Linked DNA regions of Mus musculus: regions 2, 3, 4, 5 and 6 are each linked to region 1. The links are chromatin contacts, called in public Micro-C, promoter capture Hi-C and targeted proximity ligation maps. All regions are on one chromosome and are shown on one strand. The core of a region is the stretch at or near the end of the contact, and the rest is flanking DNA. Distances in the headings are between cores, read along the strand shown.

What was found. Promoter capture Hi-C pulls out the DNA fragments that hold promoters and counts their contacts. Hi-C and Micro-C count contacts between places; a contact is called where the count stands out from the background.
Region 2: a targeted proximity ligation map of pancreatic cancer cells shows a contact between it and region 1. A contact is called at or near these places in 9 of 39 promoter capture datasets (the 3T3-L1 cell line, the HPC-7 cell line, embryonic stem cells and 4 more), 4 of 484 Hi-C or Micro-C datasets (LSK cells, embryonic stem cells and nephron progenitors) and 5 of 130 datasets of targeted methods (astrocytes, embryonic hindbrain, neural tube and 2 more).
Region 3: a Micro-C map of embryonic stem cells shows a contact between it and region 1, with 5 times the contacts expected there. A contact is called at or near these places in 3 of 39 promoter capture datasets (the 3T3-L1 cell line and cranial neural crest) and 1 of 484 Hi-C or Micro-C datasets (embryonic stem cells).
Region 4: a contact with region 1 is called in a promoter capture Hi-C map of hippocampal neurons, with 2.9 times the contacts expected there. A contact is called at or near these places in 5 of 39 promoter capture datasets (the 3T3-L1 cell line, the HPC-7 cell line, hippocampal neurons and 1 more), 1 of 484 Hi-C or Micro-C datasets (cerebral cortex) and 3 of 130 datasets of targeted methods (forebrain, memory CD8 T cells and neural tube).
Region 5: a contact with region 1 is called in a targeted proximity ligation map of forebrain, with 8 times the contacts expected there. A contact is called at or near these places in 1 of 39 promoter capture datasets (hippocampal neurons), 4 of 484 Hi-C or Micro-C datasets (cortical neurons, embryonic stem cells, neurons and 1 more) and 3 of 130 datasets of targeted methods (astrocytes, embryonic forebrain and forebrain).
Region 6: a promoter capture Hi-C map of embryonic stem cells shows a contact between it and region 1, with 2.0 times the contacts expected there. A contact is called at or near these places in 1 of 39 promoter capture datasets (embryonic stem cells) and 1 of 484 Hi-C or Micro-C datasets (myocytes).

Annotation. Positions count from the first base shown.
Region 1 is chr19:23,756,804-23,761,708 of GRCm38.p6, reverse strand. Apba1 (amyloid beta (A4) precursor protein binding, family A, member 1) reads right to left here and starts at 2,833. Exons shown (of 13, transcript NM_177034.3): 1 at 2,618-2,833.
Region 2 is chr19:23,271,493-23,276,397 of GRCm38.p6, reverse strand. Smc5 (structural maintenance of chromosomes 5) reads left to right here and starts at 2,501. Exons shown (of 25, transcript NM_001252684.1): 1 at 2,501-2,764. The coding sequence starts at 2,580. It overlaps Gm33950 (a long non-coding RNA gene), which reads right to left and starts at 2,490. Exons shown (of 2, transcript XR_386613.2): 1 at 2,393-2,490; 2 at 2,039-2,174.
Region 3 is chr19:24,222,818-24,227,722 of GRCm38.p6, reverse strand. It overlaps Tjp2 (tight junction protein 2), which reads left to right and starts at 2,697. Exons shown (of 24, transcript NM_001376368.1): 1 at 2,697-2,872.
Region 4 is chr19:23,314,486-23,319,390 of GRCm38.p6, reverse strand. All of the region lies in intron 11 of Mamdc2 (MAM domain containing 2), which reads left to right. Among named protein-coding and RNA genes, the nearest start is that of Gm41821, 17 kb to the right of the region's middle.
Region 5 is chr19:23,358,624-23,363,528 of GRCm38.p6, reverse strand. It overlaps Mamdc2 (MAM domain containing 2), which reads left to right. Exons shown (of 14, transcript NM_174857.3): 7 at 4,286-4,379. Among named protein-coding and RNA genes, the nearest start is that of Gm41821, 61 kb to the right of the region's middle.
Region 6 is chr19:23,446,360-23,451,264 of GRCm38.p6, reverse strand. Mamdc2 (MAM domain containing 2) reads left to right here and starts at 2,943. Exons shown (of 14, transcript NM_174857.3): 1 at 2,943-3,240; 2 at 3,572-3,685. The coding sequence starts at 3,207.

The sequences.
Region 1 (4,905 bases), core at 1,584-4,083:
CTCCTCCACCACCCAACTTATTCAAGCACGAGTCTGTTTCTACCACTCGATGTTCTATTTTGTCTTCCTTGCAGCATAAAAGCTCAGTTTCCCCCGTGGCACCATGGTTTATCCCTTTTTGGCCCTGCAGGTCAATTTTCAAATGTCCTTTACTTCCAAGTCTTCTGAAAAGACAAACTTTTCAAAGGGAGGCTTGCGGTAGAGGAGAAAGGCATTAAAGCTGCTTTTAGGGAAGAAGACGAAGAGGCATTCATGCAAAACAAATGGCTTGCTGCAGGCTGCAGGGAGAGGTGCAGCCATTTACCAAACTGAATTACAGATCTCAGCTGTACCTTTAACCTCACCGGGCCAAACGTTAGGAAAGCAGGGCATGGCATTTGAAAAAGTCTCTCATTTACATGAGAAAGGAAATCAGAAATTCTCAAGTCATCAATTGTGTTTGTATGCACTTCTTTCTCTAATCAGGCTGTTTACGTTGGTAATTTCTAATATTCTTGAGTTTTCTTATAAGAAATTTACATATGTGGTTTTACTTGCGTATACAGAGATGATAACTTTTTTTTAAAGTAAAGAAACCTAAGCCTCTTAAGTGACTTACATCCATCAGAATGAGATATGGCCAAAGCATTAAGAGAGTTAAAGAACTAGGATTCTAAATTCATTTTTATAAGTCCTTTTTAAAGTCTCGGATGAGATCCAACAACCTCACATTAAAATTTCAGAAGGCTTGGCTTGAAGGATGCGGGGAAATTTACTTTACACTCATAGCTTCCAGCATAGTTGGTCCACATGTCATCATTTGTTTTAAAAACAATAAACGAGAAGGAAAAGTCATATGTAGATGGCCTTAGCTTTATTATTTTCAATGTACCCATGGAATAACACTTTATACTTTGCCCAAAGAATAAAATTTTTAGAAAAAGAAAGAAATCTTTGGTGTCAGTATATCATACATTTATTTGTACATCCTTGTGATTATTTCAAGCTTTTCAAAGAGGCCCAGTGCAGCCCATTTGGGTTCTGACAGCAATTCAGTAGAATTTAAGGTATTATAACTAAAATATGTCCCAAGCAGGTGAATCCAATCATATGACATCAGTAAAGTACTGGGCTATTATCATAAAGGTGCATTCACTCCTATGGATATTGCAGGAGAAATACAGACTCCAGGGAACCAGGCGGCAGTGGACACGCATACGGATATGCCATCTCTAGTGCTTTCCCTCTCTACGCAACCCTATCTTTATTACGCAGAGAAATTTAAGCATCTATAGACTCTGCGTGCTTTTTCTCTGTCTTGGTTCCTAGACATCATTGGAGAGCCAAACATTTGCCAAATTTCCTACGAGTGAGCTGTCCTGGGAAGGAAATCGGGGACTTCACTGACTGGAGATCTTATATCCATGGGTCTCGGGAAATTTCAGTTCCTAAATGGACCTTCTAACCATTGTGAAAGCCGGGAGAGTGGCTGTCACTAGCATCCCATTTCCCACGGAAAAACACCCAAGAGAATGCATGTTGGGGCACTCTTTTTTTTTTCCTTGTTTTTTTTTTTTTTACTTCCCTTTCAATCTTGTTCTTGTATTTTTAAAGCCCCCACCTTCTTTACACACCTCAAGAGTTTATTCTAAAAGAATCATTGCAAAGACTATCCAATCTTCAGCTAGAAGGTTTTCAGTACTTATATATGGAAGGGAGTCTGGTGATAAAAGTTGTGGGAACGGGAGAGGAAGATGACCATTAAACACCCTCTTCTTGGGGTTAGACAAGAGATAAACAATAGAAATTGCAGAGTCAGGCAGTCAATGAGAGGCTGTGAAGTGCCAAAGAAAGCGCCCTTCAGAGCCAGGGACACCAGCTGTCTCAAAAGGTGTAACCATTATCCTGGTTTGCTGCCATGTGCCTCAAAGCAACCGCTCACTTCCACATCCCCGTGTTAGGACGTTAGGGAAAGGGGAAGCGAGAATCCGTACACCCAGCCACCCAAGAACAGTAGCAGAACAGAAACTGTTCTTAGACTTGCAGGGTCAAAATAACCAATACTGTCCCACAGTGTTAGCTGGCGGCATCAAGTCAGGAAAAGCAGATCGCTGGATGTGGGGCGCAGTTTTGAGAGCGTGGATCCAATTGCACGCTAAACACTCACTCTTACACGGGATTTTACAAACCCGGCCTTACCCTACTGCCTCCCCTCCACACTTCACACACCAAGTGCATCCTGCCCACCTCACGGTTTCCATCATCAGTCAGCCAGAGAGGAGGGATCCTAGCGGGGATTCCTGGAAATGTCATCTCCCCCTACACTTCGGATCTGCCACCTCCATCCCCTCTGCTATCACACACACACACACACACACACACACACACACACTCCTTCCGTGACTGTCATCAGGCCCGCTCTTCCCAAAGCCGGGTATCTCAGCGCGCACCGGACGCCTGGCATCTCTCTAGTACACACCCTTCCCCCGCCTCGCTAGCTCCAAGCACTGCCTCCCTGGATGTCGCCTGCCGTCCCTGTTCATCCGCACTATTGTTCCACGCTTCACCCCTAGCTCCCGGGATCATCCCTCCAAAAGGACCCGAGCTCCGTCCGGGGCGTCGGGCGCCCGGCACTCACCCAGCCCGCCCTGGCGGTGGTACCTTGCCTGACAGCTGGGTCCGCGGGCCCGCGGGAGCAGGCGGCGCTAGTGACAGCGACCGTGCCAAGCCTGGGAATAAAGCTGCTCTCCAGCTGCTCCCGCCTCCAGCGCCACCATCTTCCCCCGCCGCCACCGGGACCGCAGCCGCCCGCGCCCCGCTCCTCCGGCTCTAGCTCGGCAGCCGCTCGGGCCCCTCCGGCCGCGGCCCCACCCCCTGCTCGCCGCCCGCTCGCCCTCGTGACGCGCGCCGGGGCCGGGCGGCTGCGACTGACGGCGGGGGGAGCGCGCGCACGCCGCGTGCAGCAGCGCCCCTGCCTCCCACGCCCACCCGCGTGCGCGCGCGCGGCGCGGGCCCGACGCGACAGTCCAGCTCGGGCGCGCGTGAGCGTGCGAGGGGTCCACAGCCGTCGCCGTAGCTGTGCGCGAGTCCCTCCCTCTCGTGGCCGAGAGCCTGGAATGGACTACGTGGCTGCCTCCCGCGGGGACACAGGGGGACCTCCACGGTCCTCTGTCCCAGGTCCCTAACGCTCATCCCCGGCCCCGTCTCTGCGAATGGGCTCTGGTCACGCTTAGGACACACTGCCGCGTGGACGGCTGCCCGTGTCCTCTTGCTTAGTGACACGCAGTTTTCCCGCTTCCCGGGCCTGAAAGCCAAGAAAAAGCTTGGAGCTTGCAATGCGGCGCTGCGCTCCTCGAGTGGCCGCGAGGGGGCGCCCGCGTGAGCTTGAGAGGAACAAGCTGGGCGTCTGTCTGGCCGCCCACTGGGGGCGCTGCCCAACCCGCCCCACCCAGAAAGCGTCTGGAAGGCGGGGTCGGGAAATGGTCCACTTGGTTTCTCGATGCCCGTTGCTAGGAGCTTAAAAGAGTCTTCCAGACGTGCAGAGGCAATTCGCCTGGTATATGATTAGGTTCTCTGGAGGGTGGGGACCCTGAGCACTAGGGACCAGGTAGCAGGTGTTGTGACTTAATGAAAAGGTGGACTGGCCCCTGGGCGGCGGCGGGGTGGGAGTGGAGGGGCGAGGGCGGGGCTGGGTTCAGGCGCCTGGGTTCAGGCGCCAGCTCCATCTGTAATAGGCGATTCCATAGCTACATCCTCCCCCCTCTTTGGGACAGAGTTCTCAATTTAAAAATTAAGGGTCATATTCCCCCGAAACCTTATAATTTTCAAGTCCGTCTTAGTATGCATATTCTCATCTAGTGAAATGAAGACAAGCCTTCCTTATCTGACCTAGGGAGAGATAAATCTATCATTATACAGTATTTCCATATTAAGCACAGTATCTCCAGAAATATCTACGGGTGTAGCCCGAGGCATCCTAGAATTCTTGTTTAGCCTTAAAATTCACATGAATTTCTGCATTCTACTTCGTAATTAGTTTCTTGGCTTTGACAAAGAAAAGTATAGCTTCTCCTGTCCCCCCAGTATCTTTTCATAAAACTTAAACATATACTAGAAATAAGGGCCATTGTTGTTTTTCTTGTGACAGTCATTCCCTATTCATCTTGTCAGTAAAACTACCCTCTCTGGTGAAAGCCAGATAGGGTCCTCGTCCCTCCAGAATTCATAGCACCCTGGGAAAACTACACATCAGAGAACAACTGTGAACTTTCCAACTGCCAAGGTGCAGGGGTATCTGATGTTCCCTGGACTGCCTGAGGAAAAAGCCTTTCCAGGAGACCAGTTAGAGGAAGGAAAGGTATCAGAGCCCCCTAGGCAGGACTGAAGCCCAGATGCCTTAAGCAGGCAGGCAGCAGCCATAACGTTGACTTCTTCAGGCACACACACACACACACACACACTGGAGAGTGATGAGAGTTGAGATTGATCCAGCAAGACCAGGGTGGGGTTCACAATGCTGTTCCTGAAGCGCTCCCAAGGCAGCTCCCCGGGAGGTGGGGGTGGGGCTCTCAGAGTCCAGGGCAGGACTAATTTACTCTGTGTGTCTGGTGAGCGAGCGAGCTTGTAGGTTCGGTGTGTCTTCTGGCTCTCAGCTCTGTTAGTCTTTGCTTTTGCTTTCCTGTGCTCCCCTTTGGGGGGCGATGGATGTCAGAGTAGGCTTCTGCAGTCGTTTCTGTTTCCTTCCTGGAGATGGACCGTAGTTTTAAGAAGGAAGCTAGCTTATCTCGTTAAATTTTAGGTTAAATAAGAGAGTATAGATAAAAGAGGCTCATTTTAACGCCATGATGGATAATCTTCGCCAACCCTGACAGCTCTAGAGTTACTTCAGAGATCTCGAGGAAATTAGGAGATTGATTGGACCGAGCA
Region 2 (4,905 bases), core at 1,252-3,751, 480 kb after region 1:
CTCTGGAACTCGTGAAATGCTTTGCTATCTCCCAAGGGAATCATTTCCCTTGCCACTGGCAGAAGGAACCTACGGCTGCACTGACCTGCACATCACAGTCCATGCTGGCCTCCAGGCTCCCCCGCCCCCCCTCACAGATGCTCATTATGCTTTCCCAACCCCCACACTAACATCTTGGCCCCTCTCACCTCCTACTCAGTCTCTTTAAAACCCTCATTCTCCCTGCCCTGCTTTCCTGGAGAGATGGTCTTGGCAGCTTGGAGTAAGCTTTTCCCTTCCAAGCACTGAGCGGCCATTTCAGTGGTTTCTTTACTGTGCTTTCTGATACAGTGGCAACCATGACGAGCCAGTTAAAACCCACAGTATGACTGTCTTTCTGCAGTCATCCAAATTTGGGGATTTGTTCCCAACTTTTAAGTTTAGAAACATAACTTTAACAGCATTCTAAAAGTCTCATCCTGGCACGAAATGGTAACGCTGGTCCCATTAACTCTTTAACTTTAATGGTGAAGCTCTTAAGTCCCACCATTGCTGGTTATATTCTTATTTGTCCATAGAATAAATTCCCTCATAACTAATTACTTGTTCAGAATCTGACTCTCCTCTCCTCCCTCCTTCTCCTTGATAGGATTTGTGATCTTCCTGGCCAGTATACTGAGTGTTGAGACTGCAGGCATACACCACCATGCCTGGCAACCTTTAAGTTCTTGAAGCCAAGAATATACCAGCTATGTGTAGAAGTACTAGCAGCATGGTATCCTAAGCACTGGGTCTTTTTATTTCTTCCTGTTACTTGAACATTTTACAAGGTATTCCTTAATTTTTACACACACACACACAGAGGCACACACACACATCAAGTACCCATAACAAGTTTATATGCTTTCTACAATGATTATGTTTTCTTTCATTTTAACTTTTACTGAGCAGATTCCATTTGTATGAGAGAAAGAAGCAGGGGCCTGCAAAAAGGAGTGTTGGTTCTAGTGGTCAAAAGAGGACTCTACTGCATGGGATTTCTAACTGGCCTCCCCAGGTCTCCTTTCAATGAGTTTTCCACACAGCAAGCAGAATGACTGAAAAGCTTTAATTAGATCACAGGCCTCTCCTACTTAAAACTATTTAATGGTTTATCTTTATTTCCCCATTACCCTAGTCTCTGGCCGGTTATTATTGGTTGGGTGAATGTTGCCTATGGGCTTCAGGGGCATAATCTTTGAAAGGGCTAATGAGATGAACATGGGCACAGGGAGGTAGAGCCATTCCTAAAGAAGCAGGGAATTTAAAGACCCTGAAAGGACCCCTATGGAAGATTTAAAGGAAGGATTGAAGAAAGCGAAGGGGATGGTAACCCCATAGGTAGACCAACAATATCAACTAACCTGAACCCCTAGGAGCTCCCAGAGAATAAGCCACCAACCAAAGAACATACATGGGCTGGTCCAAGGCCACCAGCACATATGTAGCAGAGAGCAGCCTTGTCTGGCCTTAGTGGAAGAGGATGTGCTTAGTCCTGCAGAGACTGGATGCCCCAGGGAGGGGGGATACCAAGGGAGAGGCACCCTCTCAGAGTCAAAGAGGAGGAGCGATGGGGGGGGGGGGGAAGAACTCTGGGGGGGGGAGAGAGACAACATTTGGGTTGTAAATAAGTGAAATGCTTAATTAAATAAAAGAAAGAAAGAAAAGAAAAAAGAAACCCTGAAGGGAGAGGCCATCTGGTGGCTGCACTGGAACTGGTGGCTGCACTAAGGAAGCAGAAGTAGTAAAAGTTCAAGACCAGCCTGGGCTCTCTAGTGAGTAGTAGTCCATCTAGAGCTATATAAAGAGTCTGTCTCAAATAAATAAATAAATGTATGTGCTGGGAGATAGCATGATGGCCCAGTGGTTAAGAGAACGGACTGCTATTCTAGAGGACCTGGGTTCCACTGTCTGTAACTCCGAGATCTGACACCCTCACACAGACATACATACATGCAGGCAAAACATCAATGCACATAAAATAAAAATAAATAAATTATACAATAAAAGGACTAGGAAGTGTGAGTGGGCAAGTAATTAATACACTCTTCACAATCTTGAGAGCATCAGATGGTTGTTAGTGCCATGCTTCCAACAACAGGCACAGTCAACAGGCATCTTTTCTTTGGAGTTCATTTGAGCACCAGGGAAGGAAACTGCAATGTAGAACATAAGACAGATGAAGCCTGGAGTTCTGGGAGGGACCGTTGCAAAGTAGTAACACACACACACACACACACACACACACACACACACACACACACACACACACACACACACACACGAGAAACACACAGAGACACACACAGAGACACACACAGAGACACATACACACACACACACACACACAGACACACACACACACACATCGCACCTCTGAGGCCACCGGGGAGCGTTGGTCGGGGCGTGGCCTCGGGTTTGCGGGGCGGAACCGCGCAAGCGCATCGGGGCCGCGGGGGCGGGGTCAGGCGGGGTCAGTTAGCGCGGGAGCCGGGCGCGGAGGCTCCTGGGCTGCGGCTCGCCGGGAACGGAAGCCGCTGCGGGACGCGGAGGAAGCCAGGATGGCGACTCCGAGCGGGAAGGCTGCTCCCCCCAACCCCCAGGTTTCCAAGCGGTCTCTCCCGAGAGATGCTTCCTCCGAGGTCCCGAGCAAGAGAAAGAACTCGAACCCGTTGCCGACGCTGCCGCGGCCGTCCGGGACCTTCGTCGAGGGCTCAATCGTCCGCATCGCCATGGAGAACTTCTTGTGAGTGGCGGCAGGCCGCGCTGGGCGGGAGCAAGCGGCCCGCAGGCCCGGGGCGGTGGGCTGTGCCCGGCGGTGGGGAACCTGTGCCAGGCTAACCCTGAGGCATTCCCTGCCTAGGCCACGAAGACTGGCCGTGTTGGCTGTAGTAGGCGTGTGGCCTGATGTTTTTATCCACCCAGTGGTTTTGGAAGGCGTCGGCTCTAGGCAGTAGATACGAAGGGGCCGGGTCTCTAGTTTGTTAATCTGCGAATCTCGATCTACCACGGACCTGTGCACTTCACAAAACTCGACAGTTACAGCAGAGTGGCAAATTTTAAAAAGTGTACACGATTTCCAGAATGGGCAGATGACATGGTAATGGTTGTTGATTGGAGATTAGAGTGTACCAAAGAAATTAAAAATCGTGTTCCCAGTTTTTGTACCTCCTTGCAGATTCTTGCCCCGTCCAATCCTCCTTTCTTCCTTGCCCCGACCCCAACTAGTTGAGTAGATTCTAAATGTTACCAGAAATATCATTATCTGTTTATCATCTTAGAGTTATCTTTTCGAGGTATTTTTTCTTAAATGTAGGCTTGCATAATTTATAGACCCTTAATAACAATACCATTTTTTTTTCAAGCAGTTGTGTATCAGGTGTTCGTTTGTTTTATTTACACATCGCTGCGTTTCTACCTGTCTTTGTTGATGACATAAACTCATGGCTATTGTTTTTTTGCCCCGGTCTGTATAGATTCTAATAGCAAAATTGCTAATTTGAATCCTGATCAGGAAAGGTAACTGTACTCAGCATGAGGTTATCTGCTGTAACTTATCTACCCAGGATTTCATGGGAGGCACAGACTGAAAAGGCTAAGTCCATCCCCAACCATCAGAGCTTTGTGAAGAAGATACTAAAGTAGAAAAGGAGGGAAGACGATTACCCAAAGAAGGAACTGCCTGAAAGCCAGTTTGTAATGTTTCGTGAGTGACCTTAGGTAGAATGTAAGAACATAGGTGAATAGAGGTTGGAAACGATTGTTCCGGCTTGTCTGTTACTATACTAAAGAACTCCAGCATCATCCTGCAGGCAGGCGGTCGGGAACCTGTGATTTTGAAAGGGTGCCAGATAGCAAGCAAGAATATTTAAAGTAAGAAAGCAAGAATGCAGAGCTGAAAGGGTTATTTGATAAGATCTGCCTATAGATTGTGAGGCCTGAGAGTGGAGGAGTGTGTCCTAGTTCTTCCCAAGTCTGGCTCTGGCTAACCAATCTGGTTATTCAAGAGAGAGTAGTGGGGGGGTGGAGTGGACGGAGAATAAATGATGAATGCAGTTGAGCGCCTCTGTCTTGAACTTTCCTGTGGGATAGCTAAGAGAGATGTATGCATGGAGTTTCTAAAGGCCTCGACGAGCTCAGAGAGAAAAGAATAAGTCACAGGCTTGGGAGTCCTGTGTATAGGTGGCTATTGATGTTACAGAAATCTTTGAAATTACAAAAAGGAAAATATAAATTGGAGGAATTAAAAAGTGTTTATTGAGGAACTGAAGGGGTCTGCAACCCTATAGGTGGAACAACAATATGAACTAACCAGTAACCCCCAGAGCTCGTGTCTCTAGCTGCATATGTAGCAGAAGATGGCCTAGTCAGCCATCATTGGGAAAAGAGGCCCCTTGGTATTGCAAACTTTATATGTCCCAGTATAGGGGAACACCAGGGCCAAGAAGTGGGAGTGAGTGGGTAGAGGATCAGGGCGGGGAAGGAAAGGGTATAGGGGACTTTCAGGATGGCATTTGAAATGTTAATGAAGAAAATATCTAATAAAAAATTGAAAAAAAAAGTCTTTATTGTAAGAATGAGAGAAGATGAGCGCAGAGATCTCCTGTACTGGAAGGTGAGCTGAGACTCACGGGGGACTCGTCAGAGAGGCTTAGTTAAAATAATCCTTGAAGTAACTGCTCCATTGAACTCGTAATGAGACCGAAGCCTCCTACATTGAGCAATTGGAAAAATGTTTTCCCTTTGATCAAGTAGTACAAAAGAAAACTTTTTAGACCAAGGAAGAAAAGCTTGGACCAAAACAGCAAAAAGAAAAAAAGTAGGTGAAAAATGCAGAGTTGGGTATGGTTTTGTTTATTTTAATAATATAAGATTTTAGATTTGGGG
Region 3 (4,905 bases), core at 1,448-3,947, 470 kb before region 1:
ACCAGGCTATAAGTCGCTTCTAGTTCTCAGCTTTCTCAATGGAACAACAGGTTTTGGGTTGTTGATTCTGTTTGTTTGTTTGTTTGTTTGTTTTACATCTTTCTCATTGGAAAGGCAATCCTGTGTGCTTAACATTCCTGGTTTCCCTGGAGATTTGTGGGCACAAGGACTTCACGCTGTACTCCCAACAGGGTCTCAGGCTAGCAATAGACTGTAACTCTACTTCCAGGGAATCCAATGGCCTCTTTTAGCCTCTGACAGTACCAGACATGTACACAGTGCACAGACATACATGCAGACAAAACAACCATACTATCAAATGCAAACATAAATAATTTTTTAAAAAAAATTTACTTATTTATTATATGTAAGTACACTGTAGCTGTCTTCAGACACTCCACAAGAGGGAGTCAGATCTCATTATAGATGGCTGTGAGCCACCATGTGGTTGCTGGGATTTGAACTCAGGACCTTCGGAAAAGCAGTCAGTGCTCTTAACCGCTGAGCCATCTCTCCAGGCCCCCCATAAATAATTTAAAATGCACACACACACACACACACACACACACACACACACACACACACACACACACACACACAACTGGACATGGTAGTTTTTTAACTCTGCCCCACAGTTACCTGGCAATAGCCAGGTGTGCCTGACTTACTATAAAAGGGGCTGCTTGTCCCCTCCTCACTCTCTTCTTCTCCTCTTCCCTCTCTGTCCCTTCTCTCCCCATTCCTCTCCCCCTCTTTCTCCACATGTTAATGGCTGGCCTCTGCTCCTCTTCTCGCTCTCTTTATCTCTCTCTCTCTCTCTGTCTCTACTCTCTCGACTCCTCATGCTCTAAATAAACTCTATTCCATGCTATATCTGTCATATGGCTGGTACCTCAGGGGGTTGGGATGCCTCAGCATGGGCCCAGAGTCACCCCTTCACCGTACCTCACCCTACAAACATATTCCAAGTTCTTTCTCTCTCTCTGTCTCTCTCTCTTTTTTAAAAACACAACAGCAGTGTTCACCCCATTATTCCAGTACTTGGGAGGCTGAGGCAGGAGGATTACCCCAAAATTGGAACCAGCAGGATTGCATGGAAGGGCCATTAGGGCCATAGTAACTAAGACCTCAACTCAAAAAAAGAAAAAGCAAATTCATGGGTAGGTGTTTTTCCTTTCTTAGTAAATGGAGGCACAATTGGTATGCTTTTATTTGCTTAACAGTTTGCTTGTGCTCATTTTTCTTAAAGTGATACTTTCTTAAAGCCTGAGCCTTCAGGTTTGATCTTCCTTTGCCTGGGGCGTGTGTGTGTGTGTGTGTGTGTGTGTGTGTGTGTGTGTGTATTGGCAGGTCTGATAACACCTGTTCCTCAGGATCTGTCCATGTTGGTTTATAAGACCGGGTCTTTCATTTTTCGGGGGCTGGTAAATCCAAGGATCTGTCTCCCCAGCTCTGGGATTACAAATCTGTGCTACCACTCCTGGTTTCTCTTGTTGGGGTTTTGTTTTTGTTGTTGTTGTTTTTGTTCTTTTTTTTTTTTCCTTGAGAGAGTGTCTCAGTTGACATAGTTACTCCTGGCGAAAGGGTTTTGTGGGGAGGAGAGGGCGCTCGTGCGCGAAGTTGCCTGGAATAGAACCTCAGCATCCTTTACAGGATTTTTAAAAAAGCAAACTAAAATACTTAAAATTGCAACGCAGTGGGCAAGTGCGAGCATTCACACCGCACAACTATCACCACTATCCATCTCGCCATCACCACAACTTTTATCCTGTACCCTGGAATCTTCTTAGGATTTTTTTTCCCCCCTGAGACAGGGTTTCTCTGTGTAGCCTGGCTATCCTCGAACTCACTCTGTAGATCAGGCTGGCCTCGAACTCAGAAATCCGTCTACCTATGCCTCCCAAGGGCTGGGATTAAAGGCATACGCTACCACTATCCAGCTTTTCTTTTTATTTTTTTTTTTTTCTTTTTCTTTTCTTTTCTTTTTTTCTTCCTAGGATTTTTTAACCAGACTAGGTTAAATGGAAGGCGAACTTGCGCCCCGGGTGCAGCCTTGGGCACTAGGCACATTCCTCCTTCCCCGCGGTGTGACTAAGCAGGCTCTGGGCTTAGTGCTCCGCCCTCACCTATTGTCCCCCGAGAGGAACCGGTATTTCCGGATTGGAGCCTCAGAGCCAGAGAACCAGGGAGGTTGGAGGGGGAGGGGGATTGAAATTGATCTTAAAACTTATCTTTCACCGATACCATTACCCGTTTCTCTTCTTCCCCAAACAAAAATCAACCCGTTCCACTCCCCTACCGTATACATACAGTGACCCACAAACACCCTTCCCGTGGTTTCTGAGGGGTGACTGACCTTTCCTCGCCAGCACCTGCGGAAAGACTGAAAGCAGATCTGGGCACGAATTAGATAAACCCTGCGAATGTTTATACTCTTGAGCCGAAGCTTGGGGGTTTTGCTGAGAAAAGAGGCGGAAGCGTCGCTCAATCCCTGCCCCACCGCTGGGTGGCGCCGGTGAGGCCTCCCCCTCCGCCAACAGGACGACCCAAAGTGGCGCGAGCTACTTTTTTTTTTTTTTTCCGGGTCTGGAGGAAGCAGGTGATGGCCACCGCCCATCTACCCTCCCCCTAACCACACACACTCTAGATAGGCACTTGTCCCCCTTTCTTCTAGCCCTCCAAACAGGAAATAGGTTGAGTCACAACAATACCCAGGAACGGCCGGTGGCGGAGGTCACTGGCTCCCGCCTGCTGCGGCAGCCCGCGGCACTCCGCCTCCGGACAGGCGCTGCCCGCGCTGCGCCGCCCGACGCCTGGGACCGTCGCTTTCTGCGCGCTGACTCTGCTGGCTGCCGCCGCCCCCCTTCTCCAGGCGAGTACCTGCGGCTCTGTCCCTCCCGGGGTACAAGATTGCTCTGGAGCCTTGGCTCGCCGCGGGGCAGCGTGCGTGAACGCCGGTTGTCCCCGTGGGGTTTGGGATGTGATTTCTTGAGCACTGCTTTTTGCGTGCGTACTTCCATCTCCCACCCTTGGGCAGCCTCGCATCACCGGGGTTGACTTAGGGTCACCCGGGATCTGAGTTTACGCCGCTGCTACAGGTGCCTGGCTCCTCCTTGTCCTTCCAGGCGGGGACATTGTTTCGCTCCCGCAGAGCGTCTCTTCTGCTAGATTCAGAGGGCCTTTGGGTTTCTGTTGGCAGCGATGGTATCTAAGGGGTGGGTGACCTGAACGGGCGCGGAGCGAGGGAAAGCTGGTGTCTGTGTGCAGGTGGGGGCGATCCTGGTGACCATGAGTCTGCCCCCTCCCCCGCCGCCGACAGGAAAACAGTCCCGTCGCTTTGTGAAACATTTAATTCGACTTTGTGTGTGTGTGTATATATATATTTGGGGTCTTTCGACTCTTTTATAAAGGACGAGCCGAGTTGTCAACACAGGGCGTTGTCAGCTCTCCAGGGCTGCTTTCCGTGGCTTTTCTATGGGACTCTCAGTCAAAGCCGAGTTGGAGATTTTTATGTTGGAAAAAGGCCACCGAATGCCAAGCATTCTCCGAGCTTGAAAAGGGTGTTTTCCAGGCTGCTGCAGTGTGCGAGAGGGTTTCTGAGCTACTGTCTCTGAGTTGTCCACCGCGCCTTCCCAGGTCCGCAGGTGTGCGGGTTCTGTTCAGAGGCTCCTCTGGCCTCTAAAAGTTTCCCGACTTTCCTAGTTCATTTGAAAGACCAGTTTCCTGGTAAGGAGAGAGGGATTCTGGGACATTGCCTGGGGGCCTCTTGAAAACCCAGGTTTCAGGCCGCACCCTAGACCTGTTAGCCCTGGGATCTATTTGCACTTTGACCTTTGGGAACCTTTGGCCCAAGAAAAGTGGCGGTGCCCAGCTAAGGAATGAATCACGTCGGACTCCTACTCAGCCTTAAATCTGAATGCTATTTTAAAAATGGGGACAGACAGTACAGCCACACTGGACCTACCCACTCCGCCCCCAGAGCCATTGGCTCTTTATTGAGATTTGAAGATATTTGGCTAACATATAAGGCTGCAGGTTTTTTTGTTTCTGGCCTTGAAATGTGCCTTAAAATGATACGGAACGTGAAATTGAGCATTTTAACCTTCCTAAATGTTAAGTTAAACGGCACCGAATGCCCTCAGTTTTCTTCAGGGGGCTGAGAATCCTGACTAGGAATGTAATAGGCAGAATAGATGCAACATTACTAAGTGGCCAAGGTAGGCTAGCTGCAGGATTCTGTTGTGTGCTTTCCATTAAGGAAGATAAAGAGCCAGGAGGGTTTTCTTTTGTCTAGACTGCAATGGAATGGAGTCACCTAGGGAGTGGACTCAGCCCGCATGAATTAACTAAGTATAGATTCCCCGAAATCTCTTAATTCCTCATTGCCTTGGTACTAAGTAATGAAACTGCACTTAAAAAAAAATTACAGGGCTGGAGAGATGGCCCAGAGGTATTAGCACTGACTGCTCTTCCAGAGGTCCTGGAGTTCAATTCCCAGCAACCACATGGTAGCTCACAACCATCTGAAATAGGATCTGGTGCCTTCTTCTGGTGTGTCTGAAGACAGTTACAGTGTACACATATGCATTAAATAAATAAGTCTTTAAAAAACTTACTTTTTATAACAGAGCTTGGTGGCACTCAGCTTTAATCTCAGCGCTCAGAAGACAGCAGGATGAATTCTGTGAGGTCCAGGCCAGCATGGTTACTAGCAAACTCTAGGCTAGCTAATGAGTGTTTTCTCCTACCTTATGGGTCCTGGGGTGGGAGGGAGCCTTAGACTTGGCTGCAAGCCCCTCTACTGCATGAGTCTTCATTGCTACCCCCACCTCCACCCCACCCCACCCCCTTGTGTGTGAGTGTGTGTGTGTGTGTGTGTGTGTGTGTGGTTGTGTGTATGTGTGG
Region 4 (4,905 bases), core at 1,126-3,625, 440 kb after region 1:
ATGATTATGTACGTATCTCCTCGATTAGATATCTAGGATGGAAGATGCCTGACTTAGAAAGTTACCTACAAAATAGGATTTTGTGAGGAGAAGTTAGGCCTAGGGAAAGATTGAGGAGACTAATGTGAGTCAAGCAAGAATCCTTGTAAACACTGAGTATAAAAATGCTATAAATGTCTACTCTTTATTCTGTTGTCACAGAAGACACTTGGACAACCATATCATATTATTTAAAGCAACAGTTCTTAACCTGTGATGCCCTTGGGGCTTGGATGACCCTTTCCAAAGGGGTGCATGTCAGATATCCTACATATCAGATATTTACATTATGATTCATAACAGCAACAAAAACACAGTTAGGAAACAGCAATGAAAATAATTTTGTGGTCGAGGGTCACCACAACGTGAAGAATTGTATTAAAGGAAGATTGAGAACCAGTGATTTAAAGTAACTTGAACGGTTAATATAATGCTGCTTACTTAGATGGATAACATTGAAAATTTTCTTTACTGGGGGACAAATCCTGAAATAACGTATTTTGAAATGTTTCATTTATTCAAACAATTAACAGCAATTCATAGATTTTTTTTTTAGGGTGCTGGAGGTAGACAGCCTATTATAGATCAGCTGAAGCAACATATTAAATATTGTGGAAATGCATTTAGTAAAGTTTTAATAATTATCTGCTGCTTTTCTTAGGTAGCAGCAATAAGCTTTTTGTTATTAGGTACACACTGCCATAATAATAATAATAATGACTTGCATTTAAAAAAAAAAGCGCCGGGCGTGGTGGCGCACGCCTTTAACCCTAGCACTCGGGAGGCAGAGGCAGGCAGATTTCTGAGTTCGAGGCCAGCCTGGTCTACAAATGAGTTCCAGGACAGCCAGAGCTACACAGAGAAACCCTGTCTCGAAAAACCAAAAAAAAACAAAAACAAAAAAAAGAAAGCTATTGCCTGCATTGGAGGCTTATGGCATTTAATCCTAACAAACTTTTTTTACGGTTTCTTTTCAAATGTAGATAATTAGATAACCACAGAGACCGTAAAGGGTGGGACTTCCTGTTATACATGGGAAAGGGCTCCACTGAGACACTGTGTGTCTCCTTGATGCCTACCGTGTATTTGTTTACCCTTGATGGTCCCGGGGCACTTTTAATTAACATAATGCATTCTGGGACTTTTGAAGGACATGTCTGTATCTGTACACTGCATCCTACCTTTTCACGCCCCATCCGTCAAGCCTGTCAGTCTATACTAGCAGGAGCATATACAGTGAGAAGGAAGAAAGGAGAGAGGCATCTAAGCCATTTTGTAAATAACTGTATTAAATGGTAAGTCAATATAAATCCATTAAATAAAATGAGAAGCTCAAAAAAGCCCTCTATAAATATGCCAGGTACTTCTGTGCCTGTCAGAATCAATGCATCATCATATATTAGCAAATCCAAGGGAGATACAGTTCCTGGCTTATTAAAGGACATTGCAAAAAGACCTTTCCACAGTCTGAGGTTGGCATGGTACAGTCTTGTGGAAAGACAAAGCGTCCAGCAGTGAGCTGTCCCTGCTCCTTGCTGGCTGCAGAGCCTGGAGCATGATTACATGGCCTTTCTGAGTCTGAGTTTCCTTATATAAAGCAGCAATCATGGTTAATGCCCTATTAGTCCCTAGGGTCGCTCTGATGATTAACTGGTAATACATAAAGCCACTGAAATGTGTGATGTTGTTATTTTTACAATTCATGAATCTTTTATTGAATCTGATGTCTGGCTCTGTAATACTTTCCTGGATTCACTGTTTAATGCCATATGTGCCTCTCTAAAACAGAAAGCCATTGCCTGTGACCACTAATAAATTTCCTTAGCAGAAAGCGAAAGATTTGGTAGAGTCATTAAGCCCCCTAATCATAGTCTATCCACCCCCAGAACATCGACTGATAAGAGTATAGCTATTTTTAGGTTTGCCAGTAATACCCATGCATATGAAAACCCATAACCAGCATGCCAGATGCATTATATTATAGCCTCACAGCTTGTTTTCTGTTTTCATGATAACATGAAGTTTATTGCTCGAATAATACATATGAGTAACAAAACTAAGAAGTATTACAAGTAAAGCATTAAAAAGGAAATATTAAATGCAACGAGCGTATGATGGACAAAAAAATATCATGAAGATAGAACCTGGATGATGAAATCTTGGGGAATACATATCAATAAATCACTGTACTAAAATAACAAAGGCATCCTCCAAAAATACTCTAGCCCTACCACTTCACGGCTGTTAAAAGAAAGAGTTCTGTGACAGATGGAGAATGGCTGGCATGGAGGTAGCATTGACTTTGCTGGGTTTATTCCTTGGTCCCTGCACCATCTGCATGAGTAGCTCTCTCTTACAGAAGCAGCAAGCTTCCTAACACCGATGCCACCACCCCCTCTTATTTACAGGACAGTGACAGCGGGTCATAAGAAACTTCCTGGGTTTTTATTACCATGTATGTGATGCCAGGCTGACAGAACTTAAAAATGTTGTTTTAGAAGGTTGTTTTCAATAGGGAATTTCCGGGCCAAATGATGATAAATAATATATCAACAGATAACTATGTCATTTATAAGAAATTCCTTCCCCACAACCCCCATAGCCTCAGCTCCTGGTCCACTTGGTCTCTTAACACGTGGTCTTTCTACCCCATCTTTTCTCGTCCCAAAAGAGCATCTCCATTCACTGTCTTTGTGATTCCAAAGAAAGACACCATCGCTTTTCAGTTGTTCTTGAGTATTTGTTCTGGAAATTAAACTACCTTCCAATGTACTAATAAGTCCAAGTAGGGGGTCTTCTTTATTTCTAAGAACACACATCAAAGAATAATTTATTTACTGAAATATGCTGTTAAGAGAAAAAGAAAGCTAAGTATTTGAAGTGTTGTTTGGGTTTGGTTTCTTTGTTTCTTTTGTATTGTTTCTTAAGGCAAGGTCTTGGTGGCCAGGTAGCCTCAAACTTCTGATCAGTCAGGCAGGAGCATGTTCATGGTGTGCGTGCATGCGTGTGTGTGTGTGTGTGTGTGTGTGTGTGTGTGTGTGTACATATTTGATTAAAGAACAGCTCAGTTCAAGTCCTTGTCTTTTAAGATTTGTGTACCCAGGGCCGGACGTGGTGGCGCACGCCTTTAATCCCCAGCACTCGGGAGGCAGAGGCAGATTTCTGAGTTCTAGGCCAGCCTGGTCTACAAAGTGAGTTCCAGGACAGCCAGGGCTATACAGAGAAACCCCGTCTCGAAAAAACCAAAAAAAAAAAAAAAAAAAAGATTTGTGTACCCAATACCCAGATTGTAACCTAGCGGCTCCAGTGTGCTACAGTCTTTCTACAGCTAAGCTTCCCATGGCTGCGTCTGATCCTGTCAGACCCCACTTTCCCAAGGAAGACTTCTATGAAAAGCTTTCTAAAGATGTGGTAAAAATGTTTGAAAATGCAAAATGAAACCTATTACTCCATATTCTAACCTATAGAATTAATTGATTAAAACTGTTAAAATACTGGACATCTGGTGGGTCTGACTGGACTGGCCCTCCCCCACCCCCACCCCCACCCCCGTACCTCACCCTCATTTCTGCCGAAAGCCCTTCAAGGAGCCCCTAATCTAGCAGCCTATGGCTCCAGTGGCCTGCGCCCCTCCTGCTCTATAGGAGCTCCCTGTGCTTCCTCCCCTCCCCCGCCCTCCACCCCCCACCCCCCCCCCCCACCCCCGTCTTAGGCTCTGACCGGCGACTTTATAACTAACTTTTCTCTAAAACTCACAACAGTGGGAAAAATACACTGTCCCCATTTGGTTTGGTGGCATTAAGCATATCCCATCGTTGGGCAGCCACCATTCCCATCCTGCTCCAGAAATGTGTGCCCATGGAAAACTAACTCCTTGTTTATGACAGGTCTTTTATCGTGGCTAAACTAAGTGGGTGACACAGCAAAGTCAAAAGTCATGAATCTGACAGTCAGAGGCTGTCAAAGCCCCTCCCCAACCCTGAAAAAAAGAACCTAGCAGAGTAGCTGTTAAGCAGCTAAGGGTGGTGGCGCAGGCCTTTAATCCCAGCACTTGGGAGGCAGAGGCAGGCGGATCTTTGAGTTCAAGGCCAGCCTGGTCTACAGAGTGAGTTCCAGGACAGCCAAGGCTACCCAGAGAAACCCTGTCTTGAAACACACACACACACACACACACACACACACACACACACACACACAAATCTACTTCTCAGGTGTCTCACAAACAGCAGAGCCCCAAGCACCAGGAGAGTCTCATGGGACACCTGCACCCTAGCTGTCAGACAGTAGCCAACGGAAAGAATAGGCTTTACTCCCCACCCTCGTCCTACTAACAACCCTTTCCACAGTCTGGAATCCTTCCTATGCAGGGAGCCAGGGCCTCGCCTCAAGCATCAGCCCTGTGATGTCCTGCTTCACCCCAAGCCTTTGGTGCTGAGACAGAGCGCAAAGCTGTGACGTGGAACCACTGTCAGCACACTCAGCTTTTCTCTGCTTTCCAGACACGTGCGAGGCACGTGGCCTCTGTGAGGGTCGATGGTTGTTTCAGGAAAAGGAAGTATTGTGTAAAAATCAAGAAGAAAGAAGTAGCCGGGGGGGGGGGGGGGGGGGAGTGGCGAATGCCATTAATCCCAGCACTTGGGAGGCAGAGGCAGAAGGATCTCTGAGTTCGAGATCAGCCTGGTCTACAGAGTCAGTTCTACAGCAGCCAGGGCTACACAAAAGGGGGGGGGGGGGGGAGTAGTATTTGTAGTCAAAAGGAATAGCCAGTTCACTTAATCATACTCTGATGAGCTGACAAACTTGTTAAAATCATTTTTTTAGGACTAGAAGTTGGTCTATATTGCTTCAATTCAGTATTTCCATATA
Region 5 (4,905 bases), core at 1,494-3,993, 400 kb after region 1:
AAACACTGTCTCAAAAAATCAAAACAAAACATAAAAACATTATGCCAATTTGTATAATAAAATGTGATGTTTTGATTCATGAATGACAGTGTGTAACAATCAAATCATAATAGCTAGCACATGTCTCACCTCAAACAAATTTATTATTTGTCGGCAGTGTGGCAGCATTTAAAATCCTCCCTTCAAGGTATTATGAAATGTAGATTATATCAATATTAATTATAGTTGGCCTACTGTGTATTAAGAGCCAAACTGTACTATTTTAGTATAATTATAATTTTGTATCCACAGACCACCATTCCCTTTTCTCTTCTACTCCTGATGTACTCACTGCTATTAGAATCTTTTAGAGGGAGGGAGCTACAGCGATTCACTGACATTGATGGAGGCCGGACTAGGATGGTTGATCTCTTGGAGCTGGAGCTAAGAGCACCAGAGCACCTGGCTTGCTATGTGGGCGCAGGGATTCAAACTGCAGTCCTCCTGATTGTGTAGCAAGCACTCTCAGCTAGTGATGCATCTCTCCAGCCCTTTCATCTTTTTCTTCCCCCTTTCCCCTTCTCAGTCTCCTCATTTCTTTCCCTTCTTCTGTATCCCCTTCCTTCCTCTCTTATTATCTTCATTTCTATCAAAAGTATTGTTCTGAGGGCAAGTGTGGAAGCCAGTTCTACCAGCTGAATTTTCTGGTGCATGTCTCCTCTGATCTTGTGCTATAGCCATGGTTAATTTGAAAGGGGGAGCTCAGAGCATGGATATGATTCTTTCCTAAACCTCTACCCCAGGATCCCCAGTCATCTGGGGTCCTTTGGCTTTTCCAAAATAGAAATCTGGATAGGCAAAGAGGAACTCTTTGGGCACTAGTTTTTAGGAGTTTTAGTTTCCCTCTGGTTTGTGCAGCACTGGTAAGCAGCAGAAGGCAGGTAGCGCATCAGCAACAACAGCAGGAAGCATCCTACAAAGGCACAGTTCTTGTGCCTGCCTCTAGTATCCTTACCCTGAGCCCTGCAAATGTTGTCCTTGCCTCTGGGCCTAGGAAGTTACTGTCCTCAGCCATTATACAGCCAGTGTTGTAGCTGAGACCCAGCATCCCAGACCATTGGTCTCAAAGACTTGCCAGGTCTCTGAAACTCTTCCCACAACCAAGTTCTCACCAAGGTAGGTTATAAGGACATCTAGTATTCACTGAGATACTGGAAAGCAAAACGTCTGGTACAAACTGTCCAACAGCCCTGGATGAAGCTGCACCTTCAAAAGGCAGGACAATCTTCTATGATCACAGTGTATTCTCTTCTTCCAGGCGTTCAAGCCAGCCGGTGCTGGCACAAGGGTAGTCTGGCTGGTTATTCAACTGATAGTCCTTTGGCTCAAAGAATCTAGTCAGCAAGAGAAGAGTCCCTCCCATAGCTGCTAACTGGAGGGTTGGATTGCCATGCCCAGCTTCTTTGCTTAGTTACAGGAAAACACACACTAGATCAACTTTAAAGGATCTTATAAACAAAAACAAACCAACCAACCAACCACCCATAACTTACTTTCTTCTTTGCAACAAAAACAATGTTATAAAATCAGAAGTAAACTTATCATTACAGCCTTAATTTGAAACAAATCTTGGGGTTCTTACATTACAACTTTTTACAATTATATATGTGATAAATATCCAAAGCAAAAGAATTAGAAAATTCAAAGAAAAAAAAGAAACTAAGTTAAACAACAATGGCAATGACGATTGACTTTAGAGTGTTTACTGTGATAGACCTTTCATTAAGCACATATCCAAATCTATAGCTCTAGCTGTGTGTGTCTTTCAGAACATGCTTATCTAAAGTACATATATAAAATTATGCCCATATTCAGAGGACAAAGGAGGAAAGAGAAACATCCAAGAAGTCTGACATCTTTTTTCTAGGTCACACAGCTGAGAGATGCCAGAGAGCTTAGGGGACTTCCTAGACTAGAATCTAATATGCAGCTGTAGGAAAAGCTTCAGTCTATCAGAGACCCCCACCAGGCCACAAGCTGGGGGTGCAGCATCATAGTTGCTACGTGTGTAAGACTGGTATGAGCATTTGCACCTAGCTATAAGGAGAGTCCTAGTTGCCATGGCATTAATACCCGCTCCATTTCACTTTGTACTCTCTGCAGTATCTTCTCCAGCTCCCTTTAGAGAACAGAACTCGCTTATTCCTCTGGCTGCTTTTCAATGGCGCCATCTGCTAGCCTGCTGCAGAACTGGAGAAGGCTGGCTTGGTCTCCATTTCCAATGTGCTCTGTCTGCTGCTAGTGTGCCTGACACTCCTCCACCTCCTTCATCTCCCTCTCATCTCCTGAACCCCAAACAGCCCCCAGAGAGAGCACAGTGCCTTTGTAGAATGTGTGCTATTTCCTGTCACAAAGTCTGACCAGGCTTTGATTTGCTCATACAGCCCAGTGGAAATTTTTCTATGACTTTGGTTACAAGAAGGAAAAGAAATGCTGCCCCAGAACATATTCCTTCTATTAAAGTCAAATGAGTCACATGGTAATGCACAGGCAGGCAGGCATGTGTATACACATGTGCATGCACACACAGGCACACACACGCACACACATGTGTGTATGCATACATACACACACATGGATAGTGTTTTCTTTACCAACTCCTTAATTACAATATAAACTCTTTAGGCAACATTTGCATGAATAGAGCACTGCTAAATATTTTTTAAATCGGCACTCAAAAGTCATATTGCTGAGTACTACTAACCGTACCATTCCTCTTTGGATCCACATGTGTGGGATTTTGCTCCGCTTGTCTAAGTCTGTCATTTGGGTTGTTTGCTCTTCCTAATTGCCAAGAAAAGGAATTGGCACTGGAGAAATCACAAGGAATGTGGTGCATTTCAAGAGGAAAATAAACATAGACTTTTCTGAACAGAGAACCCTGGCATATGTGCTGTGACTGCAGACCCGTGTCAGAAAGAGCTCCTTAATCTCTCTGCTCAATATGAACAAAGTCTTTCCCCTTCTTCTAACAGTTCCAATGTCTTTGGTTTGTGTTGGAGATGGGAGGAATGTACACATAAAAACCTTCCCTTTTATAAAGACTATAAGAACATCAGTCAATTGGAATAGAGACACACCCTTCAACAACATGACCTCATCTTAATTATATTTGCAAAACCTTACTCTCCAATGGGGCAGCAAACTGAGATCCAAGGGATTTGGTCACTGGGTAGCAGCAGCCTCCTTTAGATAGGTTTGCCCTTTCCACTCTCAAGAGTCTGCATCCCAGACTTCATGCAACTTCATGTATTTATGCCTTCCTGGACCTGGCATGCATTTAAGTTTGAAGCCATGACCCACAATGTGCCCTAGCTGTCAACTCACACAGCATAGACGGCACACCTGGATTGTTTTCCTAACAACTTGAGCCTGTGCTTATCACACCTGGTGCCTTGTTGTCTCAGAAAGTTCAAAGTTAGTGGGTGGGAGACAAGAAAGTATAACTTTTGCTGTCCCATGGTCTTTGTGAATCCACTGGAACATGGCTGGAAAGGCCAGATCACAGTGCTCATCTCTGACTACTGTGCCTCTTTGCCCTAGCTCTCATCCAGAATGCCATATGGGACAAGGGGCACAGACAGGTTAGAGACTAGCTTTCTGTAGATAATGGAAGAACCTAATTTGTTTTCTTCACTGACTTTTTCCTGTAGGTGAAGGTTATGGTGCCAATCAATTCTGGAATCTGTCAGGAATGGCTTAGACTGGTACTCAGGGAATAGGGGATAGGGCGCCCAGTAAATACAAATTTCAAGTGTCTTGGTCCATTATGGCTGGGTTGCTACAGCAAAATACCACAAGCTCAATGACTTACAAACATCAGAAATTCATGTCTTACAGTCTGGAAACTGTGATCAACATGCTAGCAGATATATCGTGACAAGGGTCCTTTTCCCAGTGAACACATGGCATCCTCCATTGTGTCTCCACATAGAAGAAGGCTCCTTGGGACTCTCATCACTAAGCTCATGAATGAGGGCTTCCCCAGAGGACTTGCCTTCTACTATCATCGAATTGAGAGTTAGACCTCAGGAGACAACGTTTCAAGAGGCAAACATAGCGATTTCATTTTCCTTGAAAGAGGCTGTAGGTTGAGTGGGGTACTGACCAAACACTTACATGTTGGAAAAGACTTGCATGAGTCCTTGTCACTTGGCCTTAGTTGGCTTGATCAATGTGCCATTTTTAATCATGTAAGAGCAAGAAAGTATGTAAATATATGCTAACCTGTCACTTTTCTTCCCAGGTTATTTTTGAAGTTGCTTTCAATGGTCCCAAAGGAGGCTACGTTGCCCTGGATGATATTTCTTTCTCTCCTGTTCACTGCCAAAATCAGACAGGTGAGACCTGCTTACTCTTCCTCGCTTGGAAGGTGCCTGCCTCGCCAGATGCCCAGAGTTGGCACTTGTTTTTAACTGTCTTTAATTTCCTCATCTTTTCTCTTACCTTGTCTTTAAAAGATCATCAACGGAATAATCTTTTTGTTTGTTTGTTTGTTTGTTTGTTTTCTGAACTGTTCCCCTCTTTCATCCCTCATATAGTGGATTTAATCTCATTGATACTATACACAAGCTTGCATGAGACGCTTAGTCTTTTATTTCTATTCACACAGCAAAACTTAAATATTAATTTACCTAAATTCATGTATTTCTTTAAATAAAGGTATTATTTAAAGTTCCATACATGAATAGCTCAATAGCCTGAAGGGGGAAAAAAAAACTCTTACAACCTTCTGGATAGAATTATAAAAACTCTAATTTTCAAGTCTCCAAGATCCATAATGTCTTTATTCTTATATATATTAGTATTCAGTAGATATCACTGGAATGGTTTTGGCTAAACAGTATGTGCTGTTAATTTAATTAA
Region 6 (4,905 bases), core at 1,694-4,193, 310 kb after region 1:
GGCTCCCTGTTCAGTGACCAAAGAACAAAGACTGATGTACGGAACACCTAGATTCTCTAGAGTTTTTTTCTGCAACCCTCTGCCTGGCTTCTGCAGTACCTCTTCCTTCCTGTACAAAGGTCTGTGATGGGCACTTACTGACCATAAAATTATATACTGGGAGGAAATTTGACTTCCCCAAGTTTGTGCTAGTGACTAATGATACTGTTTTCCATAGGTAGTGTGGCCTTAAGGTTTTAAATCATGTTTTAATTATTTGGCTATCTTCCCAGGGCTTTTGGCATTTTTTTTTTGAAATTTACTTCCTTACAGCTTGTGACACACGAGATGAATTGACTATTTCAAATATTTTACAAGTACTTGAGCAAAGCAGCACCAGTTTGATAGTAGCTTGTGATTGACAGTGGCTTGTGAAGCTGAAAGCAGTCTTGAAGTTCAAATGGATTCACAGCTGTCTCTGAATGTCTGTATCCATCAGAGGGTGTCATCTCTGAGCAAGAAGCCAAAGTGGAAGGTAAGGTGAAGGAGGCACCTCAGCTGGCTGGGTTAGTCTTGTCTCCTCCACCTGTTGTCACTGGACTTTTTACCTCAGTTTCTCCATCCATTAAACGGGGCTTATTGCACTAGTCAACTTGCTGTTGTTGCAACAAATACCTGAGATGATCAACTTATAAAGAGGAAAGGTTTCTTTAGGCTTACGGCTTAGGAGTTTTCTGCTCAAACCACGGGAGAGGACATGTGCCAATGCAAAGCTGTTGAATTTATGGCCAAGATTTTGGAGAGAGAAAGAAGAACAAGCTGAGGACCCACCACCCCTCTAAGAGCCATGCCAACAACTTGAGGACCTCCCAGAAGGCCACACCTCTTAATTCTCTTCCATATAGCCTGTGGCACCAGGTTGAGAAACAACCTTTTAACATAAGGGACTTTCAGAAGCACTGTGGATCGAAACTGTAGCAACAACATAGCAACTTCTTATGAAGATCAAATGAGATTATTTCTATAAAATATCTGCAATGATGTATATAATAAACGTTCTCTTTTCTCTCCTACCTGAGGGAATGTATATAAACACAGTGAGTAACATTCCCCAAACAAGTTTCTGATCCTTTGAGCCATAACTTACAGAAAATTCATGAAAATATGTCTGAACTTCAAAGACGAATCCCAAACACTTTTTCAAATTATGGAGGTGGTTATTGGATTTTCCACTACTAAAGCAACACTGGAGTGATGACCTAACGGGGCAGCAAGCCATCGGTGGGGAAGAGCATTTTGAACAGTGGAGATGGCTAATGTAACATCCTGTGAGAACACAACTGGACTGTTTGGCAGGACAGAAACAAACCAAGTGTTGAGGGCTGACAACGAGGAGATAAGAGGTTTGGCTAGATGTGACAGGTCCTTGTGAAGAATTTGGATTTCGGTAAATGATATGGGAACTTGTGGCTTCTTGGGAAAAGGCTATTTTTGTATTGAGGGGAAGCCCTTACAACTCTAGTTAGAAGGCAGTGTGGTAGGCAAGGCTTAAGAAGGGAAAAGAGCAGGATGATGAGGCCACTGTGGTATCCCAGGGCAGTAAACATGCCAGCAGCGACCAATCAGGGCCTGAATATGAACATGGAGCAGGTGGGTACCTGGTGTGATGTCAGTCCGGAACAGGCAAGATTTGGCATTGTCTTGGGAAGAGGAGAGCTTTCGGGCCTGACTCTAAATTCTCAAGTTTTTCTGTCATCAGCAATTGGAAAACAACGCTGTTAACTAAGGTGGAAAAGAGGAAGTTTGACATTGTGAACCATTCTCCTTGAGACCTGTTAAGTCCAAGACAACTTGCAAGCATCCACTCGGATAATGGTCAGGTGATAGTGAGACAGAAGCCAGCAGCTACTGTGCTTCCCCAGCATCATCAGTCATCAGCCTCTGATATATGCGGTGATGTCTAAATGTGAGGGACGAGGTAAAGCGCCCAGGGAGTGGTCAGAAAAGGCAGCAAGAGATTAAGGACGAGCTTCAGTCAATCCAGTGTCAAGGGCCAGGGAGAAAGGGCATCCAGGCCCAACAAGACAGCTGCTGTGGAAGGTAGGAAAAACAAGCTTGAGAGGTCAAACTGAAGACAGTGAGCAGAGCTTTGACAGCTGAACAGGAGTGTTTTAGACCAGCGGTCCTCAGAAAGTGGGTCCGGGCCAACCTCAGCTGGAAACTGATTAGAAATGTACAGAATCAGGAGTCCCACCACAGAAATACTGGATGAGGGACTCAAACATGGGCCTCTTTAGGGGATTAAAAATAAGCCTACTCTAGACACAGAAATGCCTGCACAAGCATACAAAGGGGATTAAGAAGCAGAAAAAAACTAATATACTTTTAACTATTTGATATCAGGGAAATGACCCTCTCCCCAACCTTCCATTAGAATGGCTGTTTGCAGAAGAGGACTGCCCCCCCCCCCCATTTCACTGGACCAGGGAACGCTGAACATCAAGCATGCCAGACATTCTTCTGCCCAAAAGGAGTGTGTGTGTGTGTGTGGGGGGGTACTATTCCAGGGTTAGCAACACTGGGTCGAACGCTCTGAGAATTAAAATTTATCCCACGCCCACCATATCCAAAATTTCCTCTAGAAAGCCCTAAGAGAATTCCATTCCTTTCCATTCTAAAGAAAGGTGGTTAAAATTAGGGACACACACACACACACACACACACACACACACACACACGAGAGAGAGAGAGAGAGAGAGAGAGAGAGAGAGAGATAGTTACAAGCTACATGCAGGGAAAGCTGTCCCCTGAAATAAGCTGTTTCCCACCGTGGATGGGCGGGGCAGGAGTCTCTGGTCTCAACCCAGCAGAGGGACTGCCCCTTCTAAGTGTATGCAAGAGGTCTGGTCCCCAGCTTTAAAATTCTGGACGAAGGCACCACTTGCTGACCTCTCCTCTCCCCCAAGTGGTGGCTGGCCCTTCTCAAGTGTGCAGTTGTCTCCTCCCTGTCCAGTCCGGCAGTCGCCCGGGGCCCAACCGGGCTACGAGTGGCCGGACGCTACAGCCTTGCGCAGCGCGCTCTGCTCCTCAGACTCTTCGAATTTGAGCAGCCTGTGGCATCCCCCAGCAGGTCCCCCAGCTCCTTGCCTAGCACCCTCCCTTCCCTAGGAGCAGCGGGCCACAGTGAGCCAGCAGCCCTCGCGGGTCCTCCTGCCTGAAGTTCAACTATGCTACTAGAAGGGGTCCTGCTGGTAGTGCAAGGTAAGAACCAACAGGAGACCCCCCCGGGGAGGGCGTCCTGGAAACTCGCTCCCTCTTGGGCTGTCAGGGTGGGGTTCTGGTGTCCGCTCCGCCATCCAACAGCTCTTCTGGACAATTCTCAGCCACTAAGCTCCCGGCTCTCCCTGGTCAAGCACGGGATGGGGGTGGGTATGGAGTTGCGCAGAGGAGGGTCCCAGGAGTGTTGAGGGAGGTCAGACATCCTTCTCTCTTTCCTTCCCACAAGACTCCCCGAACTTCACCAGGTAGTCCCCAGGGCTAGTGCAATACTACCAGGCAGAAACCCAAACTGAAAGTCCCTTTGTGCCCGCAGCCTTGCAGCTTGCCAATGCCCTAGACCTGCCCGCTGGCTCCTGCGCCTTTGAAGAAGACACGTGTGGCTTTGACTCCGTGTTTGCGTTTCTGCCTTGGATACTAAATGAGGAAGGTAAGGGGACTTCGTAGAAAGATGCTCGAGGTGAACTTTCTTCACGTCTTGTTCCTCCCAACCCCCCGGAAGTAAAGATATCTTGGAGTTACTTCCCTTTGGGAGGAAAAGTGTGTGAGTCATGAAACCTCCTTCCAACTCTCCTGCAGCAAAGAGTGGCCAGGGAAACCACGGGAAAGGGGGCGGAGGGGAACAGCTGTGTACCTGGCTCTGAGCATGCGCTCCTACCCCCAGCACACCCTATTGAAAGGGACAAAGGGGATTCTGCTAATGATTGTTGCCCCTAGCCGTGTGCCCCCTGCAGGCTGATAGCCTTGCTAGTCTCAGTGGCTACTTGCCCGAGCTGAGATTGTCAAACGGACTAGCTCACAGGAAGCTTTGCAGAAATTTTCCACACGGTTGTGAGCGTCCTCTGTGCTAAGCTCTCCCACTTTGGTCCACCCACAGCAGTTTTACCTGTGATTCATCCTTTCCCATTGTATCTAATTCAGCACTGGACAAAAGAGTTAACTCCACCACGGAGTCCCTGAAGCCACTGGGCTAGGGCCAATTGATCAGTCACATTACTCTGCACCGCTGGGGTTCCGGTGACAACGTTTAAGTGAAAAGGAGTCTGTGATGTGTTTTCTTACCCTTCATTGTTACAGTAAAAAAAAAAACAAACATTCCAGTAACAAGCACTGGTGTCCCTCTCCTTTCCTTTCTTCGCTCTTATCACCATCATTTTGAAACGTGTTACTTTGGACCATTTATTTGGACTTAGAGTAGACTCCCTTAGAAGACATGCTGCTGTATAAAGGAAGGCCGCTGAGCATTCTCCCAGCTCAGGCAACCTTGGAGTTCAAGTCATCCAGCCTGGCTCCCTGGAACTGGACGCTTGCTTAGGACGGAGAGCTGTGACCACAGTCCTTCCTGCCCATGTGACTTTGGGAGCCTTGCCTGTGTGAGCTTCCCTGACCCGCACAGGTGGCTGATAATAGCATTCATATGAGAATCTGAGCCTTCAACTAGTCACATGGTTGACTGAGTGGCCAATACTGAACCACAGCTGGGGGCGGGGTGGGGTGGGGGACACAGAAGATACTAAGTCAATAGTCATCTCTTGTCTCCAACACTTGCCAGGTCTTAAGTGTGGTTTATTTAGGTTTATGTGAGAAAGATGTTTAAGGGGTCCCTGTCTTGCTGGTGGTTTCAAGAGAAGAGTTTAAGCTTGTCACCCC